Regions from separate parts of the Sus scrofa genome. Here regions 1, 2, 3 and 5 are each linked to region 4. The links are chromatin contacts, called in public Hi-C and promoter capture Hi-C maps. All regions are on one chromosome and are shown on one strand. Each heading gives the region's core, a stretch centred on a gene start, on an enhancer-like site or on the middle of the called end of the contact. The rest is flanking DNA. Distances are from core to core; before and after follow the strand shown.

Region 1 (3,295 bases), core at 54-2,553, 300 kb before region 4:
CAGTGAAAAAAATCTTACAAACATGCTTTTGAATTGACATCATTTAGAAAACTTTCAGGTCATTTACACTGAGTTAAAATTGTTAAGTCAAGATGCAGACAATTTCATGAGACTGGTCAACCAAGATCCAACAAAACAAGAATTATAAGTAACCAAATAATCACACATTCATCATATGTAACTAATGGAGGAAACAAACTTGACTTGGGCATTTGTATTTGGGATAGTCTTTCAGAGTGAATCAATATGAACTACCTCTCCTCTACCTGGCTTTGGACCAGTAACAGGACATTAGGGGTTCAATCCCTGGCCTCCTTCAGTGGGTTAAGAACCAGTCCTTGCTGTGAACCGTGGAGTGGATCACAGACGCTGCGTGGATCTGGGGTCACCGTGGCTGTGGTATAGGCCAGCAGGTGCAGCTCTGATTCGACCCCTAGCCTGGGAACTTCCATATGTAGCAGGCAAGGAGTAAAAAGGAAAAAAAAAAAAAAAGGTTATGCAGATCTAACAAAGTGGTTCTGAGGTTTATTATAAAACAAATGGCTTCTCAGTGTAACAGTTATCGCTTAGTTGACCTTACAGATGAAACTTATCTCTCAGAAGATTTGCCACTATTTCCAGCTAAGAAACCACTCTTCCCTGGGTTCTTTCGGTCACCCCTACCTAAAGGGGACAGAGCTGGAATTTATCTGGGTCTTTCTGGCTCCAGAAATCTGGGTCTCACTAGAGAATACTCCTTCCCTCCACCCCCCCGCCCCCCCGCTTTTTGGGACAGTCATGGTGGGAGTTCTCTTGAGTCACGGGGGGTTAAGGATCTGGCATTGTCACTGCAGCCTTGGCCCAGGAACTTCCATATGCCCCGGCAAAGACCAAAACAAACAAAAAAACGCATCTTGCCCTCTAGTCTCCACCAGGAACTTTCCTCTAGAGGGGTTGGGGCATACGGTCCTCTCCAAGCACCCGCTCCTGACGCAGCCCAGCCTCACCTTGGCCCTTGGAGCCCAAAGGACCGCGGCCCCCCTCACAGGTCGAGGGAGGCACACGCACTTTAGAGTCCCGCCTGAGGGACTCGCGCCTCTTCCCGTCCCTTCTCCCCAGACATGAGCCCATCCTTCCATGCCGGTAGCCCCAGATTCCATACCACCCTCGCGCTCTCACTGCAAGTAACCAACTTGCCGCAGCACACAGAACTCGCGGTTAAGAAACGCACTCCAAGCCGGGGACGCGAAGACCGGGGCACCCTGGCAAGCGCAACTAGATCTGCGCATGCGCAGATGGAGTTTCCCCCCCACATGCCTCTCCCCTCCGTGCTGCCCAGGGAGCGAGTTCCACTCAAGACTACATTTCCCAAAAAGCTGCGCTGCTGGTCCCAGCCGCGACTTAGCGGTGTTTTCGTTTTCGGATATAGGCTTGGACCCTCTCATTTGCCGTCTTTGCCTGAGACTACTCAAACTTTAGGAGTTAGACTTGGAATTTATCGCCTAATACAATACAGGGTCCTCGATCAAATCCTGATTGAGGAGTTCCCCACTTGGCTCAACGGTTAAGGAATCTGACTAGCATCCATGAGGACACAGGTTTGATCCCTAGCCTTGCTCAGTCGGTTAAGGATCGGGCATTACAGTGAGCTGGGGTGTAGGTCCCAGAGGCGGCTCGGATCCTGCCAGCTCCGATTTGACCCCTAGCCTGGGAACCTCCATGTGCCACAGGTGCGGCACTAAAAAGCAAAAAAAGAAAAAAAAAATTCCGATTGGAAAAAAAAAAAAACAGCAGCTGCCAAAGACACTGGAGACAATCGTGGACGTTTGACTATGCACTGGGTCACTCTTAAATATAAAAATGATATTGAAATCAAAACGAAAACATAGTGAAGTATTTAGGATTGAAATTATGTCTTTGTAAATTAACGCATTTTCAGGAAAAGATTAGACAAGGTGAATATGGCAAAATGTTAAATTTTTTTACATTGAGGAAATGGGTACAGATAAAAGCATATTTCACCACTTTCTAAGTGCTTGAAAATTTTTTTTTATTTTTGCTTTTGTAGGTTCCCAGGCCGGGAGTCTAATTGGAGCTGTTGCTGCCGGCCTATGCCAGAGCCACAGCAACGCGGGATCCGAGCCCCATCTGCAACCAGTAGGGGTGACAGCAACGCAGGATCCTTAACCCACTGAGCAAGGCCAGGGACCAAACCCACAACCTCATGGTTCCCAATCGGATTCTTTAAACCACTGCACCACGATGGGAACTCCACATTAGCTCCTTTAAAACAGCTGCCTGAGGAGTTCCCATTGTGGCTCAGTGGAAACAAACCTGGCTAGGATCCATGAGGACTCAGGTTCGGTCCCTGGCCCCCTCAGTGGGTTAAGGGATCCGACCTTGCTGTGAGCTGTGGTGTAGGCCAGCAGGTGTAGCTCTGATTTGACCCTGTATGCCACAGGTGAAGTCCTAAACAAAACAAAACAAACACACAGCTGTCTGAGAAAACTCAGATCTCCCCAAAGAAGTTGTTTGCTCCAGCCAATACATGAAGCTAGGGTCTCCCTCCTGCTCTCTGTGAGAGGATAGGAACCTTATTTCAATAAGTTCCAGGGAGCAAACCATATGGATTTCATGGACCAATCTTTTGCATTTTTGAATTTTTCACTTCCCGCACTCTACTGAGCCCCCTCTCCATTCATTACACCTTTATAACTCCCAGTCATCTCTGGGAGTACAAATTGAAGTTGAGTTCAGTTCTCACTGGACTCCTTTCCCTATTGCAATTGAAAATTACCAATAAAACCTCTTCTCACCACTTTAGTATCAACAGGAAAAAAAAATACACAGCATGAGGGTTTTTGTGAGTTAAGTTTTATTGGGGGCAAAATGAACCCTATAGCCTGGGAGACAGCCTCTCTGATAGCTCCTGGGTATTAGCTCCAAAGAGGAGGGGGGAAAATTGTGACCTCTGCACAGAGGTTGGAAGAAAAATTTTCTGGATTCAAGGCAATGTGAAAAAAGACAAATTTATTGAGGGGCGCGATACTGTTAACACAGTGGGCCAACTTCTTGATAATCAGGGAGAGCTGACAATGAGCATGTGGTCATGTCTGTTTTTCTAGCCCAGGGGGAAGACCAATATCAAGATACACCTGCTGACCTGCTGATGAGTTGGGGAAAGGGGGGTCTTGCAAAACACCTGCTGGTTGGCTGGGGGCATATAAGGCCCTATAGGGGTGGGGTGACAAGTGGGTCAATAACTCTCCTAATAGGGGTCAGGAAGGAGTAGACCAGGTTGCTCGAGGTGGGGGAA
Region 2 (3,398 bases), core at 163-2,662, 420 kb before region 4:
ACATCTAGAAAGATGTCTGTTGCATAGTAAATCTTCAATAAATGTTTGTTTCATGAAGTGATAATTTTCTATCCATGGGTGATCTTTATGTTAAAGTCTATTATGATTGATTTAATATAATATTGATTTTGGAGTTCCCATTGTGGCTCAGTGGAAATGAATCCAACTACTATCCATGAGGTTTGATCCTTGGCCTAGTTCCGTGAGTCAGGGATCCGGATGAGCTGTGGTATAGGTTGCAGATGCGACTTGGATCTACTGTTTCTGTGGGTGGCAAAGGCAAGCAGCTGTAGCTCTGACTCGACCCCTAGGCTGGGAACTTCCATATGCCACTGGGTGCAGCCCTAAAAAAGCAAAAATACATACATATACATATATGTAATATTGATTTAATACAATTTGACCAGCATTTTTGTGCTTATTTATAATTCATTAATGACAAAGGATAATGTCAGCAAAAAGCAAACAAACTTATGTGCACAGAAATCCAAGATCAATGGAATTTAATCAACAACATTTGTTGAAACAATAAAAGAATTCAGCTGGAAACCATGTGGTTTTTTTGAGATAAAAAAAGTTTAAATTTTTGTTTGAAAAATAGCTTGTAAAGAAAGTTTCACATTTGTGACTATACCAGTGGGTATGAATATATTTACATAGGAAATGTGGAAAGGTGTAATCAGATATTACAGGTGGTTATTATATTTAACTTTTCTATTTTTTGTTAGTTTAATTTTATAATAAACAGCAATTTTAAACAATTATTTGCTATTTATAACATACAGCAATCACTAGGAAATAATGTTTATGCATAAATCCAACAGATTCCCTGTATACAGTTACAGCTGCAGCACTGTCCTGAAACCCCACCCCACCCCCAAGAGAACCTCCACACTGGATTCTAGGCATCCAGTACGGGGCTTAGGGGTTAATGGTGCTGTTGGCTGCTTAGAAACAGGGTACAAGCCCCACATGAAAAATAATAAAATTATAATTTTACAGCTATTTAATTTCAATCGCCCTGCCATTTTTTTTCTTGCAAAATCAATTTTCCTACATAACTCCAAAATTCTATCACACTTTACCTAAGTATTGGTAATTTTAATATTTTCAAAATCCAATACATATTCAAGTTTCCCCAACTGCTTCCAAACCACTTATCAAAAAACAAACAAACAAAACTGCTATTTCAATCGGGAGTCAATAGAGGACCACACTTTGCATCTGGCAGTTAAGCTCAAGTTTAACCCGTTCTCTTCCAGGTTGTTGAGATCCTGGGCAGGAGACAGCACTTTCTAGACTGACCCCTTCAGCTTTCTAAACTGCGCAAATGCCAAAGTAGCGACCTCCAGAGCGGACGCGGAGGTGTATGGGAAATGTAGTCTCGAATCAGTCTGTTTTACCTCGCGGCACTCTGGGAAGGAGAGGCTAGGCTTCTTTTGCGCGTGCGCAGCAGTAGTCCCGTCACCTCACTCGTCTTCTCTGGGCTCCGGGAAGCGGTTTGGGAACCTGGGGGGTCTGCTCGAAGGAGGCGCACCTGGGGTGAGAGTGCGGGTGACTAGCTAGGAGGGGTGCATTTGTGCCTAAGGATGGGAACGGAAAGTCTTTGGGACTCCCTCCAATGAGCGCTAGTGTATGAGCCCCAGCAGGCCCTCTGCCTGTTGGAAGGCTGGTAGCGGGGTACCCCTGCCCGCTGCTCCTGGGGCGCAGGTCAGGCTGATCCGGTTAAGAGCAGATGTTCAGGAGTTCCCTTGGTGGCTCAGCGGTAAGGAACCCGACTAGTAGCCATGAGGACATGGGTTCGATCCCTGGCCTACTCAGTGGATTAAGCATCCAGCCTTGCCCCAAGCTGTGGTGTAGGTCGGAGCAGTGGCTTGCATCCGGCTGCTGTGGTTGTGGTGTAGGACAGCTAAACTCCGATTGGACCCCTAGCTTGGGAACTTACAAATGCCGTAGGTGCGGCCCTAAAAATACCAAAAAAAAAAAAAAGCAGATGCTCATTGTAGGCCTGGGGGTGTGGGGACCGTGTGCCCAGCCTCGCCTGCAGCCTTACAGGGAAAAAAAGCCCATGTCAGCAGCAGGGGGGAAATAATTGCATTTATGGTACTGAGGGTGGTCCTGGCCTCTGTGATGAGAGCCCCAGCTCTGGATCCAGAAGGGCCTTGGTAAATTCCCCCTGTCACCTGTACGCAGGGTGACAGAACCTGGATAAGAGTACAGTTTCTCGAGTGAAAATGGTATTAATGATGACTGTTTTATAGCATAGATCAGAGGCATCACTTGTAAATTATTTAGACAAATGCCAGATACTGAGCACTGGGTAAGTGACAACTGCTATTGTAGTTGGAAGACACTTTATTCTTTTCATTTGATGGCTTTATGTAACCCACACAACCACATTAACAAATACCGAGGCACAGATTGGTGGAACGATGCTCAGGTCACAAGCCAGCAGTGAGGGAGTTTGGATGCAAGGGCATGTGTGCGGTTTACTTACAGCCTCAGGCTTTGTCTCAGTATCACACCTGCCCAAAACCATCATTGTAGCCTTAACAGCACTTAGCAAAGTGGCCTGTCCCCAATTTCCAGAAATATGAAGGAACGTGAATGTAGATGGATTCCAACCATGTGTCAAATGTATTCTGGGACTTCTAGTGTCTCTTCAAGTCACTTGGGTCAGAGGTCCCAGGCCCCTTCTGCATGGTCAGGCTCTCTTTTAAGTCTGATATTATAATGAATTCCGAGAGTTAGACTTTTACTCCTAAAATGAATTTTTTTCTTGGATCCATGTTCCAGTTACCGTGAAACAAATGGACCCTTGTGAGGTAGGAAGCAGGGAGTCTCTATAAACAGGAGTCTTAACCTGGAGGAGAGCACCGCCTGACCTTAAACCTGTCTCCAGAACTTCAGAGCAGAGACAGAAGAACCCAGAAAGGAGCAGATCCTAGATGCGTAAGGTCAGAAGTTGTTCTTAATCTCCCTGCTGAGAATGAGCCAGTCGTGGAAATGACGCCACCTCTAGAAGCCAGCAGACTTATGACACTTGGGAGTTTGGACAGCCTTGAGAAGAACAAGGTGAGCTGGGTGGCTTAGGGACAGGCCACTTAGGAAAGGCCACTTTCTTGGAGACCTTGTGAAGGTGGGGGCATAACCAGGCAGAAGGAGGAAATGCTGTTTCCAATCTCCTCAAATGGCCCCCGCTCATGACACATGCTCTGCTGCTGTTGCATGTGTCCATCACTATATGTGACACTAGTGACCTCCTGACCTCACAGGATCCCAGAATGATGATGTGTTAAGGGTTTTTCAAGGTCACCTATTTCTAACTCTTCAAAACTTTAAAGACATTGGGCCCGAAAGGTTCAATGACTTGTTCAGGGAAGCTCAGTTTTCGACAG
Region 3 (3,126 bases), core at 343-2,842, 510 kb before region 4:
TGAATGGCTACAAACTTCTTATTTCTGCTTCCATTTGCAGGACAAACCAGAGAAATCCAAATATTCTCCCCAAACCAATCACACAAGATGTTCCATTTCTAGTTAACCCTCCTCCAGCTCCCTCATAACAGTTTCAAATCAGGGCTTATGGAAAAGTCAGTTTTTTCCTTATAAAGCTTTTCTTCACCCTCCTCATAGCAAGTTGTTCCCACGTGGTTGGTCTTCCTTTACTTCCAAGTGTGACAGCCAATGACTAATCCTAAAAAAAAGAAGAAAAAAAAAATCTCCAGCCATATGCAATACAATGTATTTTTGTAACCACATGAGAATTTCATGCTCCTAGTTGTGTTTGAGAGGAAAGAGATTCTACTTCAAAGGGGATAAAATATGAATTTTAATAAGTTGATTTTTACAAAGACTATTCATGTGTGCCTCTACAAAAGTTATCAACTTAATTTTAACTAAGAGTTTACAGATCGACATGCACTGTGATTCTATTTTTTGTTATATAAATATCCCTAGAACAGAGTTAATGGGGGAGGGGAAGTGAGTGTTTATTTTCTAAAACATATTTTCTATAACGAATGTTTCTTACATAACTTTAAAAAGTAAAGTTCCTGATTAAACTCCTTAAATCTTTAGCTCTAGTTTTTCCTCCATCTAAAAGATGTCTTCAAGCCAGTTAAATCTAAACCCTGACATTAAATGTGACTAAACTACTTTAAAAAAAAAAAAAATGTACCTTTCCTGTATCTCAAGAGAAGCACTTTGGATACTAAGGAAGACTTAATGATCCAAAATACAGAGGGAAGAAATGCGGTTTATGCCCTTTCTCAAACACTCGTCTCCCCTTTTTATTAAGCCAAATTTTCCTGGAAATAACTCGTTTTTGTTGGTTTTGAGAAAGGACTGAAAGGCGAGAAGAATCCCCCACTGGGGAGGACAGGAACAGGGCATTGCAAAATGCCACGACTTCCCTGCGAAGGTCCCCTTTCCCTCCTCCTGGGATTTGGGCCACGATCAACGCGTTCTTGTGTTTTAAAACACTGTAATTCCGCTTGGATTCTCCTCAATCCCGCGGGCTCAGCACCCCTCCGCCCCGCCCCACCTGTGCTGTGAAGCGGCAATCCCTAGACTAGACAGTTCTCAGCCCCGCCGCAGATTTTCACCCCAAACTGTAAGACTAAAGGAAGCGCAGGGTTACGCTCAAAGTCCACTTGGGGGTTCCTCTTAAGCGTCTTTTCGTGAACGAGCGCCAAATTCGAGGTAATTAGTTGATCTGGATCCCTAGGGAGGCGCTGGACATCCCCCCCGCCCCCCCCCACACACACACACCCCCACCGACTCCTCAGCGCTGCCCAGAGGCCCCCAGCTCTACTCTTCGGTTCAGGACAAAAGGCACGCAGCCAGGCCTCCCCTGGAACAGGTTGGGACACGGCGGCGTCACGCGCCGGGAGTACTCACTCCCGGAGGCCCCGCCTACTTGCCAGATCAGCCAATCGCGGCGCAGGCAGGCGGTGGGGGCGGGGCCGGGCGGGCCGCAACCCCGGGTCTTAAAGGCTGAGTCAGGCGCGACCCGGCCAGAACCTCGAGCCACCGCCAACTTAGGAGAGATACGTACGTCCGTGGAGTGCGCCTGCGTAGCGGTGGAAGCCGCAGGTCAGCGACCCAGTTCGGGGCCGAGGCGGGTACAGAACCGGGACTGGAGGAGGGGCTATCCAGGGATTCCGGAGAGGGGGCAGGCGCGACTCCCGGGAACGCCATCGTCTGCCCGCCTCAAGTTGATGAGGCTGGGTCGGCGCTGCCTCGAGCTTTGGCAGCCTTGGGGTGGGGAAGGGGGAAGGGCGATTTGGGGAAATCCAGGGCGGAGCTGAGACCACCCGAGGGTCCCTAGGCCGGTCAGCCTCGGGGAGGAGATGGGCGCAAGTCTGTGTTGGTCGCGGCAGTCTGTCCCCCCCGCCCCCCCGAATGCTGGGCTGTAGGGCCCGTCGCTCCCTGTATGAGTAAACATTTTCTGGAAGTGGCGGGCGTGTGCGGAGGGCTGGGAGCAGGGCGGCACGCCTCTGGCCTGGCCCCTCCTGTAGCAGGCTTGCGGGCTCAGCCGGGTTCTCTGAGCCCCGGGTGAGTCTGGCCCTGTTCCGACGGGCCATACTGGGTGCTCTGAGTTCCGTCTGCCACAGGATCGCTGGGTTTGGGGGCGAGGGAGGGGGTGGGGGCTACATACGACAAGGATAGGCACGGTGGAGCGCTGGGCACATTCTCTGCCCGCATTCTCCTGGGAAGGGAGGAGACTGGGAAGGCCTTCCAAAAAAGGTTTCAAATAAAATAGAGCAGATTCAATGGCATATCTCACCCCTGCCTTACGTGAGTTCGGAGGAAACTCTTGGGGACCAGGCCCCTACTTAGGATCAGGCATCCTAATAAATAAAATTCCTGGGTCACCTTGGTACCTTCAGTAAATAACATGGATCAATGATTTCTTAGTTTTTACCTTAAAATTCCGACCCATAAGGTACACCAGAAACCCTTATCAAAACCTAAAAATTATCGTTGTACTCATAGTGAAGTCTCTTTCAGTTCCTATAGCATTTGTTAGCCAATTTTTCCTTTTGATGGCAGAATTAAATACCTATACTTTGTAAGTCTTGGACCTGGTTATTCTCCCCTGATATCCTTAGCCTTCTTCCACAGACCTTCCATAAATATTTGAGAAGATCATTTAAATGTTTTACTCCAACATAGTGGCTCTATAATATCTCAAGAGAAAGTAGGACAGCTTTTTTAAAGGATTGATCTCATCAAATACTAATTTCTTTTCCTTCCCTAGGTTTTTGAAACATGAAACCTTCACTCTTCCTGACCGCCCTTTGCTTGGGAATAGCCTCAGCTGCTCCAAAACTTGATCAAAATTTAGATGCAGACTGGTACAAGTGGAAGGCAACACACGGGAGACTCTATGGCATGGTTGGTAACATGTAAAAGGGAGCCCACCGAGAATAGTTCATGCTTTTGGAGTTTGTAGCCAGAGAGTATTTCTGGAGGTTAGCTTTTTCCAAAGCCGTAACTTAATGGCACCTATTTCTGAACACAGCATGGGCGTATTTCCCTATGTCAGAGCTTGGAGAA
Region 4 (3,056 bases), core at 45-2,544:
GTGTGTATTTGATAAAGAGGGGGAAGGGAGAGAGGGGTAGAGAGGAAGGGGGAAAGGGGAGAGCGAGAGAGAAATATTCTGCTCTTAATCACCAATTCTAACACTTAAATACTGGATATTCATTGACTTATTCAACAAATATTTATTGAAGGCCTGCCATGTGTCAGACTAGGCCCTGGCAATACAGTAAAAAACAAGGCACAGTCACTTCTTTCACATTTCTAGTGAATGTGAGGCTGGGCATGCCATTTGCCCCATCGTCTGCTGTGCTGTGCTTCCGAGCCCCACGCTGGCCCTCGGTGGGTGACTGTCAGAGCTGGATTCGCCGGCTTGTTCAAGGTCCTTTCAATGTGGGGTGAGGTCCTCCGGGCACTCACATCTCCACGCCCTTGCAGATTCGGGGATGAAGGTGCGCCCCAGACTGGGTGAGGAACCACGGCGCGGGGACGGGGAGTCCTCGGGGTCTTTCGGGTATCTGTGCCGGGGGTGACCACGGACACACACACACACGCCTGCGTTCGTGTCCCCTCTGAGCGGCGAGCAGCACTCGGGGACCTCAGAGACGACTTCCCTAACTACCCCATTTTGCACAGTTGGGAAACCGAGGTCCGGGAAGCCGAAGGCTGGGACCGATGACCGCTTCAGCCTCGGGGCGAATCGAGGGTGCGGAGAGGGTCAATTCACAGCGAGCCCAAGAGCTGGGCAGACGGGAGCCATTAAGAAAGTCGGCACCTCTGGGTGTCCACTAGAAATTGCAGGAGGAAGGCCTCGATGCCCCAGAAGCGGGTGGCGGGAGCCGGGGGCGGGGCGGGCTGCCTGGGCCCCAGCCCTTTAAATTCCCAGCCGCGCGGGAACCGCTGACCAACAGCCACCAGCGGGTGGGGCCGGTGAACGCGCGCCCCTGCGGGCCAACGACCGCCCCTGTCTCCGCCCCTCGCCGACACCTCTCCAATCGGCAACACTCCTGACGCCCGCCCCCGCCCATGGCCCCGCACCTCCCACCTCGACGACCCGCTCCGAGGACTGGCGGGGCGGGACCCTGGAGGGTGTGTCCTGGCAAGTTCAGACGTCGCGCGCTCCCGCGGAGCTTCGAACGCTTGTTGGCCCTTTTGGCAGAAAAAAAATACAAGAGCGGCGACCAATGGCGTGGCAGAAAGGACCCGCGCACAGATCCGGCTCCACCCCGCTCTGGCTGGAAAGGGGTCCAGGCCCGGCCATTGGCTCGAGCGACCTGTCACTCTCCGCCGCGACCAGCGGGCAGAGGCTTCGCGGTGATTGGCCCCGCCCAGGCGCGAAATGTAACGCGGGAAAAACTGGAGCAGGGACCCCGGCGGCAGGTTGTTATTTTCGGGGGCTCAGCGCCTCGCGTCCTGCTTTCCTGTCATCGCAACGCGGGCCGCCTGCTGCTTCCCGCGGCTGCAGCCTGCGTTGGGGTACGAAGAGCGGAGGACCGGCCTGACCCAGGGTTGGGGTCCAGCTCCGGCCGCCTGGTGCCAACCGAGCCGTTCCGCTCTTTCGTTGGCCGCGGCGCAGGAAGGTTCCAGGAAACGTCCGCCTGCCATGAGCCGGCGGGACTGAGAGCCGGCAACTCGGAGCAGCGCGGGCTAGCGGAGCGAAGGGCCAGACCCGAGCTCAGGGAGTGTGGCCCACGGCCGCTGGGGCTGCGGATCCGGGTCGGGCAATGATCCGGGGTGTGGAGGCGCCAATGGCGGACAACCCGCCGCAGCCGCCGCCCGTCATCTTCTGCCAGGACTCCCCGAAGCGGGTGCTGGTGTCGGTCATTAGGACGACCCCGATCAAGCCCACATGCGGCGGCGGAGGGGAGCCGGAGCCGCCGCCGCCTCTCATCCCCACCAGCCCTGGCTTCAGCGACTTCATGGTGTACCCGTGGCGCTGGGGTGAGAACGCGCACAACGTGACGCTCAGCCCCGGGGCTGCCGGGGGCGCCGCCTCGGCTGCCCTGCCTGCGGTCGCCGAGCACTCGGGGCTTCGGGGCCGGGGCGCGCCCCTGCCCACCCCCTCGGCCGCCGCCGCCTCGGGAGGTGAGGACGAGGAGGAAGCGAGCAGCCCGGACAGTGGCCACCTCAAGGTAAGCGGCACCGGCTGGCGGGGCGCGGGGCGGCGAGGGCCCGTTAACGGCGCGGCCGGACAGCCGGCAGCGCCCGCGGACTCGGCGGGTGGGGCGGGGCCGAGTTTAAAACGCGAGGTTGCTCCGCGGCGGCGGGGCGGGGGCGGGTGACAGGACGCTGACGTCACTGCCGCGCGCCAAAAAATTGCTCCTGGGGGCGGGGCTTCAGTCACATGACACCGGCCAGAGGGGGTGGGGAGGCCCAGTAGACCCGAAGCCACTGGTCCGCTGGTGCACTGGGTTGGCGCGCGGCCTGGGGTCGCGGAGTAACGCGGCCAAGTGGCTCTGCCAGTAGTACGGCAGTCCGCTTGGTCCGCTCTGGCGGAAGTGGGAGAGAAGGGCCGCGGGCCTTGAACTGTTCCTCTGGGTGAGGGAAGGGACAGGTTGCCCAGTTTCTGCTTCATCACCGCAGATACCCCGACCCTGCTAAAGATGCTTTGCTGAGATGGCCGAAGAAAAAGAGGGGATTTAGGGGATTCCTCCCCAGCGGGAATTGAGCCCTCGCTGTGTTGTTTCATGCATCCAGCGTACAACTTTGCTAGGTTCTGAGAGCACGCAGTGGAATGGGACGCTGTTGTCACAGACCTGGAATTGCTCGAAATCTTACCGGTTTAGAGCTGGGAAGGATGTGACTACCTGGTACAAACCTACAGTTAAGAAATCGGGCAACTGAGGCTTAGAGGGATTGGTGAAGGGAGCTCCCCAAGGTACACAGCTAGATAGAGTGAGTGCTGGGATTATAGTGGAAGTTTTGTGACTCCTAGACCTGAGCGTGTTTTGGGAGAGTCTGTCTGCTGACATATACTTACCTCTATAGGCTGTAAGCTCAGGGAGTGCCGGGTTTATTTCTTTCTGGTGGACTTACTCGACTTTAATACCTTGCACTCTGTAAATGCTCAATAAATGTGCTCACTTAAGTATTTGTGTA
Region 5 (3,284 bases), core at 678-3,177, 280 kb before region 4:
CGGTCCCTGCCCTTGCTCAGTGGGTTAACGATCCGGCGTTGCCGTGAGCTGTGGTGTAGGTTGCAGACGTGGCTCGGATACCGCGTTGCTGTGGCTCTGGCGTAGGCCGGGGGCTACAGCTCCGATTCAACCCCTAGCCTGGGAACCTCCATATGCCGCGGGAGCGGCCCAAGAAATAGCAACAATAATAACAACAACAACAACAAAAAGACAAAAGACAAAAAAAAAAAAAAAAAAAAAAAAAAAAAAAAAAAAAAAGAAATCCAGATATAAGGTTGAAAGAACTTGTAGACACAGAACCTAAATGTTGATCATGTTCTGCCCTGGAAATCTTAGACACATGGTCACTATCTATGAGAAACCCCAGTGCAAGACCAACCACCGAATCCAGGACCAGCTGAGTTTCACAGAGGCTGCAGAAATTCCTAAGTTTACCTATGCCTGCTTGTCCACAGCCTGCCCCAGGAGAAATTAAGTAGAACAGAAACATGCTTAAAAGACTAGGTGGTATGCATTGACCATAGGTTTCTACAAAACTGAAGCCAAGTCTTTTTCTTTTTCTTTCTTGGCAGCCCACAGAATATGAAAGTTCCCCTAGCCAAGGATCAAACAGAAGCACAGCAGCGACACCAGAAGCCACAGCAGTGACAGTGCCAGATCCTCAACCCACTGCACCACTTGGGAACTCCAAGCCATTTAATTCCATTTTCTTCATCCCTCACAATCCACCATTTACATACACACACACACACACACACACACACACACACACACAGAGGCACATCTCATTTGAGGGGCCTGGTAAATAGCTATAGCAAAACAAGTCTGAAAAAAGGGCATGGACTCCTGAAATGCCTAAAACATTTATAAATAGGTTTATTATATCAGCTCTTAAGAAATAGAGCCGGGGGAATTTTTTCAAGCGACAGCAATGTTCCATATTTTTATAGGGTTGTGGATAACAGATGGATAATAAGGTAAAACTCACCTAATCGGATTGATGCATAGGTTGTGATAGAGTAAAATGTTAACAGTAGAATCTAGGTAGTGGATATAAGAGTGTTCACTGGAAAAATCTTTCACCTTTTTGGGCAGGTTTAAAATTTTCCATGATAAAATGTTGGCAAATTATTAAATTTAAAAATTTAATTTAAAAAATGTGGGAGTTCCCGTCGTGGCTCAGTGGTTAACGAATTCAACTGGGAATCATGAGGTTGAGGGTTCGATCCCTGGCCTCGCTCAGTGGGTTAAGGATCTGGTGTTGCCGTGAGCTGTGGTGTAGGTCACAGACACCGCTCGGATCCTGCGTTGCTGTGGCTGTGGCGTAGGCCGGCAGCTGCAGCTCCAATTAGACCCCTGGCCTGGGAATCTCCATATGCCACGGGTGCAGCCCTAGAAAAGACAAAAAGCAAAAAAAATAAAAAATAAAAAAAAATAATTCCACCCTTAAGATCTGCACGACACCGTATGGTAATAATATCTTAAAAAAAAAAAGTAAGAGAGCTGAAAAAGGAGAGGGTTAAAAACGTACTAGATGGAAAAAAATCTATCCCATCACGGCATGTCCTTGGGCACTAGCTGTCTTGAACAGATAAAAACTAACTTCGGCTGATGCAGCTACGGAGTGAGCTGCTTTCTTCCCTTCTGGGCTCAGACCCTCCTCTTTCTCTCTTCTTACCAAGAGTTGGCTGAGTCAGAAAACGCGAGAGCGGGTCTCTACTTTCCCGCAACATCTCGACCGCCTGAGCTGCGTACAAGCCGAGACTCACCGGCAAGGTGCCACACTCGTCCCCCGCGGCGGGTCTGGACCAGACGCAGCTCCGCCCCTGCCCAGTGCCCCGCCCCTGCGCAGTGTTCCGCCCCGCCCTGCCTATGCACCCCGCCCCCTGCCCCGTGCCCCGCCCCCTGCCCCGTGCCCCGCCCCTTGCTCCTAGTTTGGCTGCAATCCCGCTCACAGACTGTCCCCAGCCGGTGCGACCTACGGGCGGGTAGTTCCTGGGCACGATGGCTTCGCCATTCGTGGCTCCGGTCACGCGGCAAGTCAGCGGTCGCGCCGCTCCAGCCTCAATTCCAAGCGGCCCCGAGAGTGGGCAGCCCCTGGCCGCCACCGTGGCCGAGATGCCCGTGCTGGACGCCTCCGGGAGGCGGGTGCTGTTCGGCTCGCTGTTCCGAGAGCGACGGGCTGTCGTGGTCTTTGTGCGGGTGAGCGCGGGCGGCGAGACAACCCGGAGCTGGGACCTCGCCCGCAGGCTGGGACGGAGGTTGCTTCCACGGCCCCAGCTAGGGGAAGTCCATCGGGTCCCTCAAAGGGTCCGGGGCCCGAGAGGGGAGACTGCTGGGCCTGGCCCTTCCCGTGATCATCCACTAGAGGCTTCTGGAATGCGAACTGCTCCTCTTGCTTCCTTGAACGGGAATAGAAAAGCAGCCCGCCAAGCCAAGGCCATTTTCTCAGCAAGCGAGGAGGCCTAGCAGGGACCGGGTGCGGCCTAATTTCAGTGCACTTTCGGGCGCTTCAGACTTTTTTTTTTTTTTCCTCTGACATCTTTTTCTACCTGCATGGGTGTTGCGTGAAGTAGTGTCACGCACAATAAAGTACTTGGTCCTTTGTGGATTCTGAAGTTGTTAGTTGCTAACTTGTCCTTTTTTGCCCATGTTGGGATTTCAGCATTTCCTGTGTTACATCTGCAAGGAATACGTAGAAGATCTGGCCAAAATCCCCAAGAGTTTCTTACAAGTAAGTTTCCTAAGCTTGAACAGCCGCGTGCCCGCTTCAGGGCAGCCTTGCGAAAGTCATCTGTCATTTATGAGGACTGCAATGGGATGAGGTGAGAGGAACGCGCCTCCTCTCCTTCGCAGACACAAACCCAGACTATTGCCATTCCACACATCTCTCCAACGCCTCTAAAAGGGGGTCAGACGCGTTAGAAATCTGTTTCGGGCCGTTTCATTCCTGCCTGATTATAAACATATTATCCATAATAATACTTTTGATGTTATTTAATAACTTGCTGTTCTTAAAAGTTGATTGATGACCAAAACCAAATGTTAGAAATTATTGCTGTTTCCTTCCCTTTATTTTTGCAATAAATAACACTCCAGGGGAGTTCCTGTCGTGGCGCAGTGGTTAACAAATCCGACTAGGAACCATGAGGTTGCGGGTTCGGTCCCTGCCCTTGCTCAGTGGGTTAACGATCTGGCGTTGCCGTGAGCTGTGGTGTAGGTTGCAGACGGGGCTCAGATCCCACGTTGCTGTGGCTCTGGCGTAGGCCAGTGGCTCCAGCTCC

Evidence for each region. Promoter capture Hi-C pulls out the DNA fragments that hold promoters and counts their contacts. A called contact is a pair of places that touch in the nucleus more often than the background predicts.
Region 1: a contact with region 4 is called in a Hi-C map of liver, with 4 times the contacts expected there. The contact joins the enhancer-like site here to the promoter of ZNF367 in region 4. A contact is called at or near these places in 4 of 47 Hi-C or Micro-C datasets (embryonic fibroblasts, heart right ventricle, liver and 1 more).
Region 2: a contact with region 4 is called in a promoter capture Hi-C map of fetal liver, with 5 times the contacts expected there. The contact joins the promoter of ZNF782 here to the promoter of ZNF367 in region 4. A contact is called at or near these places in 3 of 5 promoter capture datasets (fetal liver, fetal skeletal muscle and liver) and 1 of 47 Hi-C or Micro-C datasets (liver).
Region 3: a contact with region 4 is called in a promoter capture Hi-C map of fetal liver, with 3 times the contacts expected there. The contact joins the promoter of CTSV here to the promoter of ZNF367 in region 4. A contact is called at or near these places in 1 of 5 promoter capture datasets (fetal liver) and 6 of 47 Hi-C or Micro-C datasets (embryonic fibroblasts, heart right ventricle, liver and 3 more).
Region 5: a promoter capture Hi-C map of fetal liver shows a contact between it and region 4, with 5 times the contacts expected there. The contact joins the promoter of AAED1 here to the promoter of ZNF367 in region 4. A contact is called at or near these places in 2 of 5 promoter capture datasets (fetal liver and liver) and 3 of 47 Hi-C or Micro-C datasets (embryonic fibroblasts, heart right ventricle and liver).

The regions. Positions count from the first base shown.
Region 1 is chr10:25,405,263-25,408,557 of Sscrofa11.1, forward strand. No RefSeq gene overlaps it. Among named protein-coding and RNA genes, the nearest start is that of AAED1, 21 kb to the right of the region's middle. Within about 2 kb of position 1,304, at least 49 of the 83 cell types and tissues checked have an H3K27ac peak or open chromatin away from gene starts, as enhancers often do. A contact at or near this core is called in embryonic fibroblasts, liver and skeletal muscle, where this site is marked.
Region 2 is chr10:25,282,550-25,285,947 of Sscrofa11.1, forward strand. It overlaps ZNF782 (zinc finger protein 782), which reads left to right and starts at 1,413. Exons shown (of 6, transcript XM_021064572.1): 1 at 1,413-1,542; 2 at 2,797-3,398.
Region 3 is chr10:25,200,805-25,203,930 of Sscrofa11.1, forward strand. CTSV (cathepsin V) reads left to right here and starts at 1,593. Exons shown (of 8, transcript NM_213892.1): 1 at 1,593-1,659; 2 at 2,828-2,964. The coding sequence starts at 2,839.
Region 4 is chr10:25,706,417-25,709,472 of Sscrofa11.1, forward strand. It overlaps ZNF367 (zinc finger protein 367), which reads left to right and starts at 1,295. Exons shown (of 5, transcript XM_021064593.1): 1 at 1,295-2,089. The coding sequence starts at 1,682.
Region 5 is chr10:25,426,204-25,429,487 of Sscrofa11.1, forward strand. AAED1 (thioredoxin-like protein AAED1) reads left to right here and starts at 1,928. Exons shown (of 6, transcript XM_003130856.4): 1 at 1,928-2,202; 2 at 2,666-2,734. The coding sequence starts at 2,005.